2 separate regions of the Gossypium hirsutum genome follow, and region 1 is linked to region 2. A link is a contact called in public Hi-C data. All regions are on one chromosome and are shown on one strand. The core of a region is the stretch at or near the end of the contact, and the rest is flanking DNA. Distances in the headings are between cores, read along the strand shown. Region 1 holds the start of LOC107899241 (alpha carbonic anhydrase 1, chloroplastic). Region 2 holds the start of LOC107899244 (F-box/kelch-repeat protein At1g57790).

Region 1 (3,282 bases), core at 152-2,651, 270 kb after region 2:
GTACCAAGAGGAACTTCTGTATTTTCCTTTCCCAAATGTTTCAATCCTTCCATAATCTGAAATCATAAAATTACAATGTTTCATCATCCTGCCCCTCCTTTTTCTTTGAACAACATAACATGGGCTATGTTATTTGGATATGAGAATTAATATAGAAATAGAAGTAGATCTGTCATCTCAAGTTCAAACGATTTCATGTTTTGATTTAGGATCGTTATTAATTTTAGTTGTTATCTTATGGTGAAATCAAGTTTGATTTAGATTAATCGAGTTTGAATAAGAATAGATAGTTTTATTTTGAAGGTGAAACTTTGGTACCCATATATTTTAAAATGCGATATCAAGTAGGGGAATTTTAAGAAGGTTTACCATAGAGAAAAGTGGATCGGCTTTGCTTTCATGGTAGAGCATAGATACAACTACAGCACTGTTATCTGCTGCCCGATGGACCATATGAAGCTCAGCTGCAAATCTGTATATTTAAAAGGGTCAAAACGAGGTGGGAAGAGGCAAAAGAGCCCATAAAAGCGAATTGGTCTCTTTAATGTAACATAGGATAAACTTGGACCAACCAATCCAATCACATAATAGTGTTTAGAGAGAGAAATTAAACTTACCTTTGTCCTTCAATGTGATGCTCAGCAGGTAAATGCCAGTGGAATTGCTGGAGGGTATAGTTTTTGCCATTAATCAATAAATCTCCAGGAGATTCCTCAAAACGCACCTGCATTCCCAATATTCATCAAATTTCTACATACCATCCTAAATATGATGAATGATGGGCAGGTAGGAGGAATTGCTTTGAAACTAACCCCAACGCTGTAGCCTCTGTTAACGAGCGTAGCATTTGCAGATTCGTAGTTCCTGGTTAAAGGTTTCAGTAGTTTGTTGTGGACCGTCAGATTCCTCTGAATGTTTATGGGAGACTGTCTTTTGCCTGTGGAACATGGTGAGAATGTTGGATTCAATTTTCCCCACTTGCCTGGACCATTGTGGCCTGAATAGCCGAACTCCATTCCTCTAAAAACTAACCCAACAAAAAGAATATATATATATAAAGAAGTGAGTCTGGAATTCAGAACATATATACGATGATTTTCCAAAAGAAAAAGCTGCAAGAACATGATCGTACCATCAATGGCAGAAGCAATGCCAAGAAGCAAACTAAGCGCGAAGATGATGAAAAGTTGAAGAGCCATTAATAACACGACCCAAATCTTGGACTACCCACAATAATTCACCTTGCCAAACAGAAGAACAATTGAAGAAAAGCTTATATAATTATCATATTTTCAGTTGCTCATGGCTACTAGTGTTTTGACAGTTTTCCACTGCTAAATATAGTAAGAGGGTCTGTTGGGAGTTTCTTGAGCACCTTACACAATCATATGCCATTTTCTATATATATAGTGAGTGGTAATATGCTGATATTTATTATCTAATGAACCAAAGCTACAATTTGACGGAAAAAATGTAATTTTTGAAAACTTTCAGACATATTCTCGATTAATAAAGGTGGAGGATTGAATCATAAAATTATGATTTTATGTTTTACTCTATGAGACTTTTATAACGGTATATCATATGTTAAAAATGGTTGAGTGATGAATAATAATTTAATATTTAAAGTAAGCTACTTGTGAATATTTATCGAGGAAAAAAAAATCTTAGATCTCACATTATCTAAATATTAAATGTGAGATATGTATATATATATATAAGAATTCACTTTAAAAATTATTGAATGATTAAGTTTTAAATATTATTCCTTGATGTAGGGGTTGCAAATCTAAATCTATCAAAATTGGGTTCTAGATCAATAAGGCGGATAATTATTATAGGGACTGAAATGCTTTTTCAATTATCTTATTATTTTTATCATAGGTGGAATCCTTTAATTATAGCAGATATAATTATAGGGTTCATCAACCCATGGAATATATTCACGGGACTGAGGCTGCGGGACAAGTTTTTTTAAATATAGGCATGAAAATTAATCATTATGTTATTCTTTTTTAATAATATTATCAAGTTTTCTCTTTAAGTATACAACCTATCTGTTTATTAAAATTTTGAAAGGGGTGATTATTATATATTTATAATAGCTTTTGAAATTTAGATAATATTAACTTTTTTTAATTAAAGATTATAGTATATAAATAATATTACTAAGTAAGATTTTGATAGTATCTTTAATAAAATTTGTATATTTTATTTTATTTATTAAATATTATTTTAATTTAATAAAATATGATTAATAAATGTTTATGTAAAATTTAAATATTTTATTGAAATAGTATTTAACTAAATTATTATTTAGGAATAAAATTAATTTTAGTAAAATTTGTTACTATAGAAAATTAATTTAATAAATAATATACTTTATAATTTATGACTAATACTATGATTTATGAAAAATTATTATAAAGAGTGAGTATAAAATGTTAAAAGTTGACCGTAGGAATGCTATTAGAGGTGATTATTATTGTGGGGACGAACTCCATATAATGCCCATTTCTCTGTTGATGATAGTGACCTGTTTGTAAAAGAAGAGGTGGGAGGCTAGATTGAGCCACATATATTCGGCATTGAAATACTGATCCATTCCTAACCATTTATTTTGGAAGAAAAAAAGTACTATGCAAAACAGAATATTCCCACTGTTGAGTTAGTGCAGGAAGCAGGAATATTGACATCTCATCCAGTCTCAATCTTATTAGTCTCGTGGTACAAATAAGATTTGAACTTTTTGTATTTTGTAAAGCGTTTTGCTCCATTTTTTTTTCACTCCACTCATTGCTTCATCTCCCATTACTTCATTTATTTATTAATATTTTTAATTTATTATTCTAAAAACTAAAAAGTTTATTTTATAATTTATGAATATGTTCTATTTTTTTTTCAAAATATTCACTAAAATAAGTCGACTGATTAATTTTCACCGTTTTCTATAAGTTCATTAAAACATATGTTTTAATTTTTAATAAATTTTCATATGTTTATAACATTCTTAAAATTAAATGTTGTACTTCCATATTTATGTAGAGATATGCATTAAATATCAACATCAAACATAAATATTTTAAAAAAAAATCGAAATCTAAAAAATGGAAGTGTAAGTAAAATGTAATGATATTGGAAAGGTGGTGGTATCCTAAAGGTAAAAGAGCACTTCCAAACCGACCACCACGTAAGGGCATGAAAACAGGAACAAGGAAAACGACGAAGCAAAAACAAAGGCATAGAAATGAGAAAGAGAAAGTGTGATAAAGTTATGGGCTA
Region 2 (3,846 bases), core at 633-3,132:
CAACCAACCCTGTTTAGTGTAACAAACCCTGCATCCACGCAACTCTGGTAGCTCAAGAGAGTGGATTTTGCGCTCTGATGGATCATAGAACTCGTACAAGCAACCAGATTTCGGTATGTACATGAGCCATGGTGATTGGTTCATAACCCGAACTGAGATTGCAACCTTGTGCCACCTCTTGCAGACAACAGATGCTCGAACGTTATCCTCAAATGTTAGATTGGACAAAATCAATTCCAAAAGTTCTAGAGGAAGATCAGACCATGTTTGTAACTCCAACCTCCCCTTACCATCTTCACTTGCAGTTCTTTCAATCCCATTCACCATTTCTGCTAGCCTATACAGCCAAAAGGATTATTGATATTAGAATGGGTTTATCTATCAGCTATAAAATATTAAAAAGAAGTGTAGGATGTAAACAACGAAATTAAACCCTAAAAATGCTCCACTAAGTCAGATAGCTTAATCATGCTTTATATAAGATTCAAAATCCAATGCTTGCTGCATTTCTTCAACCCAAAAGGCGGAATCGCTCCAAAATAACACATTAACAAGGAATCAATACTGAATCGCTCCAATCCCCTAAACATGCAATGATTTGTAACCATGGTTAAAGACCCAAAAAAAAGAAAATTAAAATTCTCAACTATCTATCCCTGCAATTTCTCAAAACCCAGAATGACTCCCAAGCATAGGCATAAACAAAAGAAAAATATCAGCCTTGCCAACAAATTTGCATAATTCTACTTCCTTATTAAGTAAAGAATCAAATTTTGTTCTCATATTCAGAACTCAAGAAGCTATAATTCCCAAAACGCAACTGTGATTTGCATGAAAACCTAATCACCGAAGTTTCAATTTTTTTATTAAAAATAGGTAAAGCTACCAACTTGGTCACTCAAAGAACCCAAAAGAATAAAAATTTAAAAACAAAACCTTACAATTTAAGCTTTCTTTTCTTTGTTGCAGCCATATTAAGCAGAAAACTAAAGGTTTTGCAGTGTGTTTTGAGGTGCAAATAGAAAAAGCAGTAAAAAGGTGTAGGGAAAAGGCAGTGATGGACGCCACGTAATGTAGTGATGTTAAGTTGAGTTTTGTGTTTAGATGAAGCGGCGAGTTTTGATTTATTAGTGAGAGGTTGTGTAGTGAAGGCTTGGTCTTATGGTTACCATTTTTGTTTTCAAAATAGGAAATTCATTTATTGCAAATCCATTACAAAAGTAAGAATGGATACGATCCCATGTCAAGAAAAATTCCCAACAAAATACATTACCATAAATCGTCCATATTTTTCTTTTCTTTCTATATTATATTATTATTGTTATTGTTGGAACATAAATTTCATTTTGATCACCGTAAACAGTACAGGATGAGACACCAACTTTACTAGCCATAACCCAACCAACTCACCGAGTAAGCAAAAAGAAAGAACATTCATTTTTAAAGAAACATCCCATCCTAATGATAAGGAGACAACCAAAACAAAGCCAGTAATACCCATATTCCTTTAATAATTAACTGCATAGATAGAACCAAGCCTAATAGTAAAAGAATCAACCATCATATTCAATTTCTCCAATATTTTAAATGCAAATTAAAAGGCTAGTAGACTTTTGAAAACAAAATAACAACTCTAACATAGCAAAAACATGGAATAAGATCTTGACAATTAGCGCCACTGAAGATACAAGTTCGACATGGGAACTTGGCTCATAAAACGGAGGTTCCCCCCCACCCCAACCAAAAAAAGAAGAAGAAGACTTACGGTTTGAAAAGTGGTGAGATTCGAAAAAACTCGAAAGTTTCAAAAAATAAGAAAGCAAAGAGAATTTTGAGATAAGTCTTCATATCTAATCGAAAAAATGCTCTTAAACAATCTAAAAAACGAGAAAAGAAAAAACTCTAATCTTGAGAGAAACCCAAAGAAACGAGAGGGGAAGATAAAAAGAAATTTTCATAAGAGTTCTACTTATCCGAGGAGAGAGAATAGAGAACAACCCTAGTGGCGAGGTATACTAATATTTTTAATTTGTTACTTCCGTTAATTGATTTAGACGATTTTTTATAATAAAAGCGAGTAAGTTGGTTTTTGTACCATTAATTTTTATAATACTAGCGGCAGGGTATAACTTGTCCTGTTTTAAAATGACGTAAAAAATGAACAACTCAATTCTTATTATGTTTTAAAATGTTAAATTCTAATTTTTTTGTGTCATTTTAATGCCATTTAAAATTTTACCTTTTTACTTTAGTGGTTTCTTAACGTAAAATATCAATTAAACGAAACAACGAAATAGAGACAAACAAGTAGGAGGATAAACCTAAAACCCAAGTAGCAGGCTTACCCTATACACCTATTCCTACCATCCGTCATATTCCCACTATCAAGCTGAGTAGAATTAGAATTCAAAACAAAAGGAACAAAATTCCAAACAACACAATTTGCATACAATAAAGCTACCCTAGTGTCACAAATATCCCATTCCTTGACCCGAATAGCATGATTCTGTGTGGCAAGATGACTACTCATAACCATGATCAACCTTTCTTAGGTCCTTTTTAGTGGACTATCTTAGTTCACATTGATGCTTTGTCCAAAAGGCCTCTCACTTGTTTCGGCCTTACGAAGTCACTTGCATCCAACCATTTAGAACAAGGGAGGGAACCCACTCTTGTCGCACGTTTAGCACTCATGCTTGCAAGAGGTCTCAAGCATCATCTCCATTAATGACGTTGAGCATCGACCATCACGGTCTAAGTCACAAGGTATCTTTGCTGAAGGTTTGGGGAACCCAACACCAAGTCCATGCTCGTTTGATGCGTCTTATGTGCTATAACCCAATGGCACTACTCGATCGTTGGCTGTTCACCAACTAAGGGCCACTTTTAGCCCATCACATTACTCATTAGGGCCACTTCAAGGGCTATGCTTGTTTGCCCCATTTATTCAACGCAAGACTCATCCTAGTAAATCGTCCTAGCTCTAAAGCATTAAGCTTAACAACTATCTCTACGTTCCTACAAGACTAGTAGCCGGTCCACCTATTAGTTATCTTGATGGTATGTTGCATCTCGACGCCCCTCATACAAAGAACTGTCTCATGATCCCAATGGTAGCCTAAAGGAATTCAGGTGGAAGATCTCATGTTCTTGAATCATAAGATCAACAGAGAAAACATGTCCTTGAATCATAAAAGGGCATCTATGATAAACTTTATTCACTACCACACTATCACGAATAAACTAATGACAATCATACCCAAACCAATAGTCTCAACAGGGATTGCTAACTTACTGCCAACTCACTCAAAATATACAATTGCATCGATCCTGAATCAACTAAGGAAATGAATGGAGTAAACTGCAAAGTGAAAGTACCTACGATGACGTCAGTCGGATCCTGATCCTCCGGCTTCCTAACAACATAAAATCGAGCTGGACTTCTAGATTCAACCTGTGTGGCAACAATATGAGCAACAATCTGTTGCCCAACTGGTCTCCCATTACCTCTACCGCGACCACGACCTCTAGTAGGCACAGAAATAGGTACCGAACTCTGAGTTTGTGAAACCTTAACCCTATGCAGATAATCCCTCAAAAAATATTCCTTCGAACCACGTTTAAAACATCTGCTTGTTAACTTACGACAGTTTCCAGAATGCCTACGCTCACAATGTGCATAAAGCGGCCAACTAGAACTACCCGTTGAACCACTAGTACTAACCACAGTGCTACTCTACTACTTGGACCAACTCGGTCGAGACCCACGTCTTGCACCTCTACCAGAAACATCATGCCCTCTTTTAGACGGTCGTATCGATGCACCATTAAAAGCTCTCTTGCTAG

Evidence for each region. A called contact is a pair of places that touch in the nucleus more often than the background predicts.
Region 1: a Hi-C map of leaf shows a contact between it and region 2, with 1.6 times the contacts expected there. The contact joins the promoter of LOC107899241 here to the promoter of LOC107899244 in region 2. A contact is called at or near these places in 5 of 34 Hi-C or Micro-C datasets (anther, hypocotyl, leaf and 1 more).

Annotation. Positions count from the first base shown.
Region 1 is chrD04:35,639,694-35,642,975 of Gossypium_hirsutum_v2.1, forward strand. It overlaps LOC107899241 (alpha carbonic anhydrase 1, chloroplastic), which reads right to left and starts at 1,402. Exons shown (of 6, transcript XM_016824895.2): 1 at 1,133-1,402; 2 at 813-1,027; 3 at 618-724; 4 at 370-472; 5 at 1-56. The coding sequence starts at 1,199.
Region 2 is chrD04:35,374,197-35,378,042 of Gossypium_hirsutum_v2.1, forward strand. LOC107899244 (F-box/kelch-repeat protein At1g57790) reads right to left here and starts at 1,883. Exons shown (of 3, transcript XM_041091329.1): 1 at 1,766-1,883; 2 at 1-337. The coding sequence starts at 1,848.